Regions from separate parts of the Mus musculus genome. Here region 2 is linked to region 1. Evidence: chromatin contacts called from public Hi-C data. All regions are on one chromosome and are shown on one strand. The core of a region is the stretch at or near the end of the contact, and the rest is flanking DNA. Distances in the headings are between cores, read along the strand shown. Region 1 overlaps Glt8d2 (glycosyltransferase 8 domain containing 2). Region 2 overlaps Slc41a2 (solute carrier family 41, member 2).

The links. Hi-C and Micro-C count contacts between places; a contact is called where the count stands out from the background.
Region 2: a Hi-C map of cortical neurons shows a contact between it and region 1, with 3 times the contacts expected there. The contact joins two enhancer-like sites. A contact is called at or near these places in 6 of 484 Hi-C or Micro-C datasets (cardiomyocytes, cortical neurons, palatal mesenchyme and 1 more), 1 of 115 datasets of contacts at active chromatin or transcription factors (astrocytes) and 1 of 9 other capture datasets (adipose tissue).

Annotation. Positions count from the first base shown.
Region 1 is chr10:82,662,130-82,669,350 of GRCm38.p6, reverse strand. It overlaps Glt8d2 (glycosyltransferase 8 domain containing 2), which reads left to right. Exons shown (of 10, transcript NM_029102.3): 4 at 4,555-4,726; 5 at 7,068-7,185. Among named protein-coding and RNA genes, the nearest start is that of Glt8d2, 25 kb to the left of the region's middle. Within about 2 kb of position 2,715, at least 44 of the 459 cell types and tissues checked have an H3K27ac peak or open chromatin away from gene starts, as enhancers often do. A contact at or near this core is called in cortical neurons, where this site is marked.
Region 2 is chr10:83,281,287-83,288,507 of GRCm38.p6, reverse strand. Slc41a2 (solute carrier family 41, member 2) reads left to right here. Exons shown (of 11, transcript NM_177388.3): 7 at 4,639-4,786; 8 at 7,059-7,138. Among named protein-coding and RNA genes, the nearest start is that of Slc41a2, 53 kb to the left of the region's middle. Within about 2 kb of position 3,502, at least 18 of the 459 cell types and tissues checked have an H3K27ac peak or open chromatin away from gene starts, as enhancers often do. A contact at or near this core is called in cortical neurons, where this site is marked.

The DNA of each region.
Region 1 (7,221 bases), core at 1,466-3,965:
ATGGCCTCATCCTGTGTGAATTCAGTGAGAGAGTACCCTTACTAACCCAATTTACACACGAAAATCAACCCTACAAAAATGAAAAACTGTTAGCATGTTGTTTACCTTTTAAATTAATTTTCATATTAGTCCAAGAGATACCTTCTAATTATGGAAACTATAGAAAAATATTACCTATAGATGTTCTGCCACCAGCAAAGTAGTTAATATTTTAGTGTGTTGGATGTTTTCGTCACAGCTTTTCTTTAACTTTTTAAAACTAATAATAAAATAATTAAAATTAATAATATTTTCCTTAATTTTTAAATTAAATTTAATTTTTTGAAAGAATATTTTACACATTCCAGGCTGGCCTTGGACTTGCTATTTCTCTGATCATGGCCCTGAACTCTTGATCCTTCTGCCTCCATCTCTCAAGCACTAATTAGGCTTATAAGTTTGTGCCACAAAAGTCTGGTTCACATTTCTGTTTTTAAAGCCAAATGCCTGGCTAGAGAGGCGGCTCAGTGGTTAAGAACACTGGCTGCTTTTCCAGAGGACCTCGGCTCAATTCCCAGCAACCAGAAGGCAGCTCACAATTGTCTGTAAATTCAGTTCCAGGGGATCCAACATCCTCACATAGACATACATGTGGGCAAAACACCATTGCACATAAAATAAAAATAAGTAAATCATTAAAGCCAATACCTAGGACCTAGAAACACTAGTGAGTAAAATTGTCTCTGTTCTTACAAAGGCAGTGTTTTATCTGGTTACACATTAAATTATACATACATCATTTAAAATAATTTAAAACATGTGTGTCTGGAGGGAGCTGGAGAGATGGCTCAGTGGTTAAGAGCACTCACTGCTCTTCCAGAGGTCCTGAGTTAAACTCCCAGCAACCACATGGTGGCTCACAACCATCTATAATGGGATCTGATGCCCTCTTCTGGTGTGTCTGAAGAGAGGAACAGTGTGCTCACATACATAAAGTAAATGAATCTTTTTTTTAAAAAAGTGTCTGGGGCTGGAGAGATGGCTCAGTGGTTAAGAGCACTGACTGCTCTTCCAGAAGTCCTGAGTTCAGTTCCCAGCAACCACATGGTGGCTCACAACCATCTGTAAAGTGATATCAGATGCCCTCTTCTGTTATGTCTGAATGCAGCTACAATGTATTTATATACATAAAATAAATAATTCTTTAAAAAAAAATACAGAGTTGACAAGGAGAGATTCCTATATATGCTAAATGGAGAAACAAGTTACTGAAAAGTACGATTGAATTTTGGTTTTAAAATCCTGTATACCTGGGGGCTAGAGAGAAGGCTCAGTGGGTAAGAGTGCTCGCTCCGTGTCTTAGTTACCGTTCTATTGCTGTAAGGAGACATCATAAGCAGAGTACCTTTGGAGAAGAATCATTCAACTGAGGGTTTGTTTACCGTTTCAGAGGCTTAGTTCATGATCATCATGGTGGGCTCACACGGCAGGCAGCTTGGTACTGGAGCTGGAGCCGAGTGCTTACATTTTAGTCTCCTAATGGAGGCAGAGAGAGACTGTGCCTGGTGGAGCTGTGGTGCGCATGGGCGTTCCAATCCTCAAAACCTAGCCCCAGCGACACGCCTCCTCCAGTAAGGCTACACCATCTAATCCTTCCTAAACAGCTTGCCAACTGGAAACCAAACACTCAAATATACAAGCCTATGGGGCCATTCTCGTTCAAGACACCACACTCTGCAAGCACGAGAACCCAAGTTCGCCTCCCCAGCAGCCGTACAAAAAGCCAAATGTGGCTATGGGTACCTGTAACCCAAGTGTTGAAGGGGCAGAGACAGGTGGCGCTCAAGAGCTCTCTGCCCAACAAGTCTCGCCAAAATGGCAAGCCTTCAGTTCAGTGAGAGACCCTGCCCCAAAACAGTAACTTGGAGAGATGTAGAGGAAAACACTGGACACTCCGCTCTGGCCTGTGCATGCATGTAGGAATACATAAACTCTCATGTTCACACACACAAAATAGTTAAGCAAAAATAGTTAAGCTTTCCTAGATCCTTTTCTGTTTTGGCTGGAAGTTTCCCACAAAAATCTTTATTTGTTTTTATTATTTAAATATCATTCATTTAGCCAGACATAGAGGTGCGAACTTTTAATCCTAGCACTCAGGAGTCAGAGACTGACAGATTTCTGTTCCAAGCTTTACCCATGCCTTTCCACTCTCTTATCTCCCTGTCTCTACAAACATCCAGGAGGGCTCTGGACTCTAGGGCCACTCCATGCCGCAGCTCAGCTCTTCACAGGAGATTTTCACCACGTACTTCCAGGGAGCCAGGCTCAGCGGAGTGACTCAACAAGCTCACAGTCTGATGGAAAACCAGGCACAAAAATAGGCTCTGCAGTTGCAGAAACAGGGATAACTGACGAAGGCATCTATTCTGGTGCCAGTCCTTAGGACAGAAGCAGTGGATAGAGACAAGTACTCTGCCGCCTTTGCCCTCGTGGTGCTCCCCAATAGGAATGGACAAATGAACAGTGTAGCTAACGAACCCAGCCACAGCAGGCACCCAGAACCCTGTACGTGTTGGGAAGTTGTCGCAAACTTCCTGCGCGGTGGATGTCAGTACGCAGCTGGGATGGATGGATACGTGAGAGTTAACCACGAAGAGCAGAGAGTGATTCCAGACAGCAGGAGCAGCATGTGTAAAGGCAGATAAGAGAGCGTGCGCCACCTGGTGTTGAGGAAATCACGAGGAGTTTGGTATTGCTGAATACCACCACTCACTGTGGGTGATCCGCACAGCCAAGCCTGTATGTCAGTTAGATCAACTCACGTGGCCGCATGGTGACAGCTTGCCTCTAGAGGAACAATCCGTAAACAAGTTGGGTTTTGTTTTGCTTTTTAAAAGGGCGTGCAGTGAACTCACAACTTGAAAAGTGGGAGCAAGACGATCAGAAACTCAAGGCTGGCCTGGGCTGCATGAGATGCTGTGCCCAAAACACTATTTTCTTTATAAAAAAATAATTCGTGGTCACTTAGTGAATTTGAAAAAAAAAAAAAGAAACGCAAACAAAATTAAAATCACTTATACTTTCCTTCCTTCCTTTCTTTCTTTCTTTTTTTCTTTCTTCTTCTTTTTTAAAGGTTTATTTATATGAGTACACTGTCTCTGTCTTCGGACATACCAGAAGAGGGCATCAGACTCCATTACAGATGGTAGTGAGCCACCATGTGGTTGCTGGGAACTGAACTCAGAACCTCTGGGAGAGCAGTCAGTGTTCCTAACCGCTGAGCCATCTCTCTAGCCTTTATATTTTCACAAATAGACACAGATAAACTTGTGGCTATGTATGTGTCATATTGGACTCAAATACCAGAAAGCATGTATGTATGTTTGTATGTATGTATGTATGTATGTATTCTGCAGGGCCTCACTATGCAGCCCTGGCTGGCCTGGAACTCATTTATTCAGCCCAAGCTGGCCTCAAACTCCAGAGGTCTACTTACTTCTGCCTCCACATGTACCCAGCACACCCAGCTAAGAATTTTATATTATTCCCCTTCAAAGTATATTATGAGATTCTCTCAAGTAAGGAACTAGATCATGAAAAACAATTTCTAGTAGGAGAAACAGAAGTAGATAGAAAAAAAAACCCAAAAAGAAATAGAGAGGCCATTTACAAAATATACCTAGTAATGTGTTTCAGTAAGTGTTTATTGAACATAAACATATCAGCTATAGCTACCTTGGACTTAAGTGAGAGAAGTATTATAAAACTGTCTGCAAAAAGAGGTCAAACATAATAAAAATCAGGTATCCATAGCCTGGTTACTATTCTTCACAATGTAGGTTGCATTCTGGTGCTGAAATATCACTTGGTAGTGACAGTGGTTTTGTCTGTTCTGATGCTAAAGGATGGTCAGTTATTTGATGTAAGCACTGGTCACGCCCTTTCGTTAGTTCCTTCTCTTGCTGTTAACATTTGGGCAACTTGACTAAGGAATGGAGAGCAACAGAAAAACCATAGCAGTACAGCAGACAAGTTCTGACTTGGGGAGTTAAGAGCTGCTGGGCCTGTGAGGCTCTGCCCTTTCTTGTGTGTTTGCCCTGTATGTGTGTGATGCTGTGGACTGGCTTCTGAACAAGAGTCCTGAAATAATAGGGACGCAGACGTTCACCCTGTCTTCCCATAAGAACCTGATCCGAGGATCCCACAGCCCTTCAGATCAATATCACGCGCACACTACGGTTCTGATGTTCTTGGTATCATCACTCTAAGAAGGCTCTCTGCCTCTTAGTATCTCGTCAGCATTCCAGCGGAAGGAGGCAGGCATTTAGCATTAGTCTGACCTGCAGATTCTGTAGGTGCACGAATAACTTAGAAGAACATCCCATTTGTCCAACTTGATCACATTTTGCAGCAAGGGAATCTTGGGGAAAGAAGTTTTAGTGGTTGGCATAAGGAAGGAGGAGAGACTGCATGTGAGGGCAACAGTCTTCCCCTGCACTGTGGACTAGGAGTTAGAAACTGCTCTCCCGGGAAGTTCCTTGTGCTCTGAGTCATCGATTTCAATCATTCCAGACGTTGATTCCGAGTCCCCCGAGGACATGGAAGAAGAGATTCCAGTGGTGATCTGTGCAGCAGCAGGGAGAATGGGTGCAGCCATGGCAGCCATCAACAGCATTTACAGCAACACCGATGCTAACCTTGTGTTCTACGTAGTGGGGCTACGGAGCACTCTGCCTCGAATACGGTAGTTTCTATAATATGTTTTTTGAAGGTTCTATTTTCTTCTAATCTTTTTTTCTTTAGATAGCCATCCCTCTTCCTCTTCCTCCTCTTCCTTTTCTCTTCTTCCTTCCTCCTCTTCTTTTTGTTCTTGTTCCTCCTCCTCCTCTTCTTCCTCTATTTTCTTTCTTTTAAAAATTATTTTATGAATACACTGTAGCTGCTTTCTAACACACCAGATGAGAGAGCATTAGATCCTATTATAGATTGATATGAACCACTATGTGTTTGCTGGGAATTGAACTCAGAACCCCTGGAAGAGCAGTCAGTGCTCTTAACCACTGAGCCATCTTTCTAGCACCCCCTCTATTTTCTTAATGGATTGTTATTATTTCTTAAGCATCCTCACTAACTGTATTTTGGGGAGAGGTGCTAGAGACTTAATCCACGCTTCCACAGAGATTAAGCACATGCTCTCCCATTGAACCAAGCGTGACCTGTGATATTTGAACTACAAACTTACAGTAATTAAAATCTGTAGATCATATTATAATTTGGAGCTGGTTTTTTCTATAACATGTCATACTAAAAAATGAATAGGAGTTAGAGTAAAAGGAAAACAACTGAAAAATCAAAATTTAAATGTGTTTTAGAAATACAGGATAGCTGTGTGATCTTGGTCTGGACAGTACCTCCCTGAGCCCAGGAATTAGGAGGGGAAAAAAAAAGCTGATGGACTTGCCAGTGTAACACAAGAACTTCTGGATAATGAAGAACAGCGAATGGAATTAGCTCTAAAATAGATTAGTAAGAAGAATGGCTTATAATGAAGAACTGTTGCAAACATTTTAAAAAAACGTAAGCCTCGTAGGAAAATGAATATAAAATATGAATGGACACTAAGGCCCAGGATTCCATCCACAGCTCTGTAAAAATAGCACCACCAAGAGCCAGCACCTGTACTCCTGAACAAGCTGGGGAAGAAAGGTTGCAAATTAGAGAGCAGACTAGGCTTCGTGGTGAGACCTTATCCCAAATAAACAAACTAGTCAAATAACCAACCAACTAACTGGCCAACTAACTAACCAGCCAACTAACTAACCAGCTGTCATGGTTTGTATATTCTTGGACCAGGGAGTGGCCTCATTTGTAGGTGTGGCCTTGTTGGAATAGGTGTGACCTGGTTGGAGTACGTGTGTTACTGTGGGTGTGGGCATAAGATCCTCACCCTAGTTGCCTGGAAGTCAGTCTTCCACTAGCAGCCTTTGGGTGGAGATGTAGAACTCTCAGCTCTGCCTGTGCCATGCCTGCCTGGATGCTGCCATGCACCTTGATGATAATGGACTGAACCTCTGAACCTGTAAGCCAGCCCCAGTTAAATGTTTTTTATAAGACTTGCCTTGGTCATGGTGTCTGTTCACAACAGTAAAACCCTAACTAAGACACCAGCCAAGTAATCAACCAGCCAACTAATCAATCGACCCAGTCAAAAGAGAATAGATCACACAATTCATAGCAATACAGTCAACAAAGTGGGTGTCTTTAGTTCTAGCTGGTTTCTCCTCCCCCAGTGTTTAAATATTTTGAAACCTGTTCTCATTGAGCCAAAATATAAAAGCAGAAGGTATGAACCCACAGTCCATCTCTGTAGATAGCCACAAGCAAACATACTTCTGTGGCAACTACCACATTCCCCCAAGCAATAGTAAGAGCTCTGCCACCAAGCTACCTACCCCTAGCCCTTTCCTGCCAATTTGCAATCAGCTGCAAATGTTGCCATCTGTGGCTTGAGTGGCCCGCCAACTTTGGAGACGATTTCTACCAGGAATGTCATAATGAATCAGATGAAAGATAGACACCCTGTGAGACTGAGTGCTGAAGGGGAGAGGGTGGTGGAGGAAGAAAGACAGGCTGAAGGGGGGAGGAGGAGGGGTGAGAGACAGAGGGGGAGGGAACGGAAGACTGTCAGAGGCTGGGCACACAAACACACACACACACACCCGCCACAGTGTCTCAGCAGTAGCATGTGGCAGTTGGTCTGGTGAGTGCAGCTGCTACTTGCCGAGAAAGGACCCCATCTTGTTGTTCTAGTTTCCTGTGGATTTTTGGATGTAGGACTCAACTCAGTTATTACTACCTTGTTCATTTCCTTTGCAGAATGAGTTATGAGATTGAGGGTGGGGAGGAGGAGATATTGGAAGTGAGGCCAGATGGCGAAGCAATCAGAAGGCTTTATAACGTGGAAACGATGCCTACATATACTTAACTGTAACTTTCCCGGAGCAGACGAGCCCCGGGAAGGATATGCAGATTAAATTCAGGAAAGATTCGAAACGTGTACCTGAAGTTTTCTGTTATCTCTTTAGAAAATGGATCGAACATTCTAAACTGAGAGAAATAAACTTCAAAATTGTGGAGTTCAATCCTACAGTCCTCAAGGGGAAGATTAGACCAGACTCATCGAGGCCTGAGCTGCTCCAGCCCGTGAGTATACAAGTCATGCACACAGTGGGGACAGTA
Region 2 (7,221 bases), core at 2,253-4,752, 620 kb before region 1:
AGGCTACAGTTGACAGTAACTGATCCTTTATCTTTTTTTAAAAAAGATTTTTTTTTTAATTTATATGAGTACACTGCAGCTGTCTTCAGACACACTAGAAGAATACATTGGATCCTATTACAGATGGTTGTGAGCCACCATGTGGTTGCTGGGAATTGAACTCAGGACCTCTGGAAGAGCAGTCAGTGCTCTTAACCTCTGAGCCATCTCTACAGCCCCAGAGCCTTTATCTTTTAGATATTCCTGGTTACGTCAGAAGTTAATTTAAAAGGAGGCTAAATGAGACAGAAACAAAGTCTTCTTATCGAAAGAGAGCAAACACTTATTGTCTTGAAAAAAAACTACAGCTTTTTTCTTTTTAGGCAAGATTTCAGAAGCAAAATCAGATTAGTTTTTATCCTTCAGGTTACTTCGGGAAGCTAAGCTCTGTGACAGCTGTCGGCTCCAGGTATTTCAGTCTCTTGAGAACAGTGAGGTGCCCCCTAGCTGTTGTGTGTGCTAGAGTCTCACTGCCTGACTGGATGTTGACTAATGTCTAATGTTGACATGAAGAGCCTGCACTTACCCTGACTGCCATTGTGCTCTGTTCCAGTGATTTATTTAAAGCGGTGTGCCACCTGTGAGTGATCTTCATAACGTCAGCTCTCAAGGAAGTGTGATGGTTATTAACGGGCTTTTGGAGAAGAGTGTATGGTGTGTGCTACTGTGTTGGTCACACAGAAATAGTGGTATATAAAATTTGCCACCATATAGTTAGAAGACTTTAGATGATGGCGAGTGCCGTTCAGGAAGAGAGGTAGGAGTAGCTGGAAATGCTGCCACGGTTACACTGGGACCACACAAGGGTGGTTGTGCTTGGCAGTTCAGCAGAATCAGTAATTTGCACAACTTCAGCTTGGTGAGTCTCTACTTTCCCAAAGTTTATTTCAGCACAGGATAAGAACTGCACATGTGAGCTCTGGCAGGTATAAAAACCCCAATGCTTCATGTGATCCTGTTTTCAGTTGTGGAACCAATGTGCCACGTTGGCAAAAACTTGGTGGCTTGAGACAATGTCTTTTCTTAGTTTTAGAGGTTAAGCATCCAAAAGGGGTCAGGGAGGACAGATACCAAGGTGTTGGCAGTGCCGGATGCCTCCAGAAGCTCGGGGAGAGCATGTCCCCTGCTCTTTCCGCCTGGCACTCACTGTTTGCAGAGCTTGCTTCTGTACACACACTGCTCTTTCCTCTGTTGCTGCATCTTGCCCTGGCTCTCTCTTACAAGGTTGCCAGTGTTCACACACACTCAAATCATCCACGCAGCCTTGTTGAGACAAAATATATCTGATAACATTCACAGTTTTAAGGGATCTCTGTGGGTCAATATACAGCTTACCACAATATGATGTATTGATGTTTTAATACAAAATATTATTCTAACAGGATTGACTAAATATATTTCATTTAGAAAAGGGACATTACCTTATACTTTAATATGATACAGATGTTGGGTTTAGCTTTTAATTGATCATTTTGTTTTGCTAATTATGTCATTAGTGGTTTTCTAAAAGTAAATCTTTAATTTTATGACATCAATTAAACTCCAGATTGAAACAGAACATGGTTATAGTAAGTCATTTGTAAGTTTTGGTTTCAAGATGAGTTTCCCATTTTTTTAATGCTTGGTGATACCTGTGTACTTTCAGAAAAGCTACAAACAAAAGAGCCGTATAAGCCCACGTCCGCACCCTCAGCCTCACCCAGCACTGACACTGGGTCCTGTGTTTCTCCTTTCCTCTTGTTTTCCTTTTCGATTAAAGCCCCTAAAAGCCAGCATGCAGTCTTCCCTCCTGTGTGAACAGCTCAGTGGAGGTTTCATAAGATCTGTCTTCACCCTGTTCCAGTTCCAGGAAGTCTCCCCACCTCTGGAGAGCCTGGTTTATGGTTCTGCCACACGCTGCTCTTCCCTGGCTCCCGGCAGCTGCTAATCTCTGTCTGTTGGATTTGCTTCGTTTGGACGTTTCATGCAAATGAGATCATAATGTTCAACCTTTGGTGCCTGGCTTCTTCCATTTAGCATGGTGTTTTCAGGCTTTGCCTGTATTTTCAGAGGAGCCAGGATCCAATCTTCATTGCTGTAGAACATCCCAGTATAGAATGCTAACATGTCGGGGTAACAGTCTCTTGGATGGACATACTGCCCTTTCTTCACTAGCCACTCGGTAAACGGTAAAAGCCTCGGTCATTTCCACTTTTGCGCTTCTGCCGGATAACGCTGCAGTGAGCGTTCACGAGCTTTTATGTGACAATGCCTGTTTTCAGCTCTCTTGGGAGACAGCATTTGGGATTCAGCTCTCTTTTATGTGGATACAGCATTTGGGTCATGTGGTAACTTGGTTTAACGTTTGTGGATCCACATGGGTACTCATTATTTTTAATGTTTTCCTCCTTCAGAACAGGGCAGCAGTGAGTGATGGGGGAGTGCCTTTCTCAGCTTCCTAATCCCTCCTGATATTTAGGATGAGGATAAAGTGGTTAAAGCCTGCAGTTGAGCTTCCGTCTGGACCTGACCATGCCGAGGCGCTCTACCCTGGCAGGAGAGTTCCTTTCTTTTGTGCTTAGTGCTTTGGAGGCTTTTAGCTTCTCCTTGGTGCCATGGAGATTGTTGGCAGCTGTAGGTGTTTTGTGAGTTAGGAATGTTTCCAATGGGTTTACAATAAATTCATGGTTTTTCATCTTTAAAAAAAGCAATAGAGGGGACTAGTGAGATGACTTAGCAGGTAAGGCCCTGCTGCCAAGCCTGTGAGGTGGCTCAGCAGGTAAGGCTGTGTGTGTGTGTGTGTGTGTGTGTGTGTGTGTGTGTGTGTGTGTGTGTATGTGTGTGTGTGTGTCTGTCTGTCTGTCTGTATCTGTGTATCTGTGGGCAGGAGTGTGCATGTGTAGCTGTCTATGTGTCTGTGGGCAGGAGTGTGAGTGTGTGTGTGCTTGCTCGTGCAGCAGTGCTCATGTAGAAGTCAGCGGATAGCTTTCAGGAGTCCATTTTCTCTCACCAGGTTGGTTCAAGGGATCAGATCCTGGTGTCAGGCTTGCCCAGTGTTCTTTACTCTGAGCCTTCTCTCTAGTCTCCTATCTTACATTTTCTTCTGTGTTGTCCTTTTGTAGCCTAGGCCAAACTTGATCTTGGGATTGTGTGTGCACCACTTGATAGACTGTAAAAATTACTTTAGGAACTTAAAAAAATTGTGAGAAAAGGGAGCCAAAGTAAAATATCTCCGAGACTTTCTTGTCATCAGATATTCCAAGCTTCAGTTTTGGTTGGCTGCTCGGGCACCGTGGGCACAGAGCTGTGTCATGTCCAGTTGGCTGCCTGGCACCATGGGCACAGAGCTTTGTCATGTCTGGTTGGCTGCCGGGCACTGTGGGCCCAGAGCTGTGTCATGTCCAGTTCTGTTTCCATACCTAGCACTGCACTTAATTCCTGTGGGCTGTTGTGGCTTAGCTTGAGCTTTGTGAGACCTGGTTCAAGGTTATGCTGGGGAAGTCTAGACTGGGCCTTGTCCCAAGGCCAGTATATCCCTCCCACACTGTCTCAGTGTTGGACAGACCTTTCTCAGGTCTCTGCTGACTGCTCTCAAGAGTTCAAAGGGGCCTCTCCTCTGCATGCTGGGTTTTTAAAAACGATTCTGGCATCTGCAGACTCTGGAGGGTTGTTAGGCTTTCCCTCTTTGTGAACTCACCCTGTGCACAGGACCTGGCCAATCGCTTCCCACGCTCATCTGCCGGATTCCTCTCCTGCTCTGTGCGTGAATTAGTGTTACCTCAGCCTCACTCTCTGAGTCTTTAGTAAGAAGCAGGGGCAACTTGAGGGTTCATTTCTCCCCTGGTCTCTGTTCTTGCAGTGTCTTTTTTCTGGTGTTAGAAGATAATTTACACACACACACACACACACACACACACACACACACACACACACACACAGAGTCATTTCTGACTGTTTAGAAATAGTGTAAATACAGCCAGGCAGACATGGCACATCTTTAATCCCAGCACTTGGGAGGCGGAGGCAGGTGGATCTCTCTGAGTTCCAGGACAGCCAGAGCTACACAGAGAAACCCTGTCTCAAAAACAAACAAACAAAGAAAAGAAACAGCATCACGATATTTTTCTGTGAACTGCCGTGCAGCCAAGCCTGCTGTCAGAAGGTGGAAACAGGTTGGGTGAATGACCCAGACACATGCACAGAGAAGCACTGTGGCCACTCTCCTGCTGCTTGTCATCCGTTCTGGTGGCCTTTGTTTACTCTTGTGTAGGATGCATTGTCATCCCATATTTGTGGAATTAATGTGTTTTTCTTTCAGTTACATTAGTTGATATTTTAAAAGAGCATCTTACTGTGTAGCACAGGCTGGCCTGGAGTATTCTGTAGCACAGGCTGGCCTTAAACTTGTGGTTCCCCAGCTCCAGCCTCTGAGGGCTGGGTTAGGGGGGTGGGCCACTGTACCTTGCATTGAGTTTTATCTATAGATCTACATTTTAAGTATGTAGAAAATATAAGACAGTTAGTATGTTTGATAATAAATCTGGTAAAGTGTTTCTTTTGATCGTTTAGGTTTGCTGTTGGAAAGAAGAGGGGTTAAATGTTTCTCTTTCTTTCTTCTAGAGACATATTATTACATTTCCCCATTAGTGTGTGCCTTTTTCTTGGCTCTGACTCCTATCTGGATTATAATAGCTGCCAAGCACCCAGCTACCAGGACAGTGCTCCACTCAGGCTGGGAGCCTGTCATAACAGCCATGGTTATAAGCAGGTGAGTGTTGGGGTGGGAGAGGGAGGGAAGGAGGGAAAGGGGACAGAGGGGAGAGCGATCGTGGTCTGTGTAGGTATGTACATACTAAAAAAATTTCTTGGACTGGAAATGAGGCATCCGTTAGATGAAGCCTAACACAGTTGCAGTATGGAATATTAGCCTCCCAGAAAGACACTGTTAGGCATCTGTTTCTATGGAAAGATGTTCAGTCCACACTTAATGAAAACTGTAGTCTGGGGAACTAAGGCTTGTCCTGTTAAGTGTGGTAAGCTAAGAGTCTTAGGCAGGGTCTGGATTTGGGTAATACACAGGTCAGAATCCAGCTTGGAAGAAGAGCTAGAGGATGACAGCTGTGCCTCTGTTCTCAAGACCAGCCACACAGTGTAGTGGACAGAGAGCAGAAAAAAACTCTTAAGAATTAAGAGAAAAAAAAACCCAACTGTATGGAAATGATGGATAATTGCTTCATAGGTTTGCTGTATCAAGATGGGCTCGCCATGATTGACAGGATACAGAGAGAAGGGACTTGTGGAAGCTGTGAGGAGCATCCTCTTCTGCCATGAGAGGAAGTCACCAAGGAGAGGTCTAACACTGACACTAAGAGACAGCATTTAAGCATGCTACTTAGAAACATAGAAGCTACAGTGGAAACACATCCTTAGTGCACAGAAGGTCTGGGGATGGGGCAGGAACTACTGTGATGATGTCAGAGCTTTGGCTCTGCTGTTTTGACTGTCAAGTCTATCCTGTGACAGCATCTGGCTCATCTTGCTTGCAAGTAGATGGCATTTCTTAGGACATTTGGCCAACAGGGTCCCGTGGCACTGTCTTATAGTGTGTAAGCCACAGACTGAAGGTAACCAGCTAATACAACCTTCAGGATCGTAACCAAGCCTCCAAGTTCTACTGACATACTGAAAGTGAATGACTTGCTGCTGTGTTCTATTAAAGCAACCGTCTTGCTTGCCAGACTTCTCAAGCTCAGCTCTCTGTGGTAATACGGTTATAATCTATCTAGTTTTAGCACAATAGAAATCACCCTTTAATGCCTACTTAGTTAAAAAATGAAAAATGCGGGCTGGCGAGATGGCTCAGCGGTTAAGAGCACCGACTGCTCTCCCGAAGGTCCTGAGTTCAAATCCCAGCAACCACATGGTGGCTCACAACCATCTGTAATGAGATCTGATGCCCTTTTCTGGTGTGTCTGAAGACAGCAACAGTATACTTACATATAACAATAAATAAATATTAAAAAAAATGAAAAATGCAGTTAGTTTTTGAGTTGTACAGTAATAGATGACAGTATTGTTTGATCACCTTCGAGGCTAAGATGGTGAATCTCTAGGAGGTTGAGGCTATCCTGGTCTACTAGCAAGCTCCAGGCCAGCCAAGGCTATATAGTGAGACCCTTTCTCAAACAAAACAAAACAAAACAAGATATTGTGCAAAAGACTATGAAGGGGCCATTAGTCCCGTTGTTTTAAGCCCCAGAAATAGTTAAGGATGCCTTGTAGGTCCTTCTAGATAGTTTAGTGTCGTACATATGTATAAGCTGGGAATTGTGACACATACCTATAATCCCAGCACTTGTGAGGCTGAGGCAGGAGGATTGCTATAAGTCCAGGGCCATCTTAGGCTATATAACAAGACCCTGTTCCCCAAAGAGGGATAAAAGAGATAAATAAATAAACAAACCCACACACTAAACAAAAACTAATACACACATAACTGATGGTTACAGCATTTCTTATGTTTTTTTTTTTTTTAGTGTATGCTATCTGTGTATATGTTCCTGTGTGCCCAGGAATGCACCTGCAGAGGTCAGAGGTCAACACCAGGCACCTGAATCTCTCCTGTTGTCCCTTATCTTTTCTTTTTCTCTATATTAGTTTTTGACCCAGGCTCTCACTGAGCCTGCAGATCACTGATTGGCTAGGGAGCCCCTGAGATCTTCTGTGTCCACCTCCCACTGTAGACATTGCAGGTCCCCCTTCCCACAGGTGGATTTTTATGTGGGTGCTGGGCTCAGAACTCAAGGCTTTGTGTTCTATAGCAGTTCCTGACTGCTGACCCCTCTCTTCCCCCAAAGGCCCTGCTTTTACTGTTAACATTGCTTTCTACTTTGACTAATCTTTTTCTTTTTTTTTTCTTTTTGTCTGATTTTTACATTGCACAAACACTGTTTCCTGACAGGTGGAGTTGTCTGAATGTTGGACCAAGTTGAGATCATTTTTCATTTCTCTTCCCTAATGTGTGGTTCTCCTCCTTTCAGCATCGGGGGCCTTATTCTGGACACAACTGTATCTGACCCAAACTTGGTTGGGATTGTTGTTTACACGCCAGTTATCAACGGTAAGACTCGAACGTGCTATCTCTTGATGACATCACTCTTAGAGACCCTCAGGCATGGCCTCCTACACCTTCTGTTGCTTTCT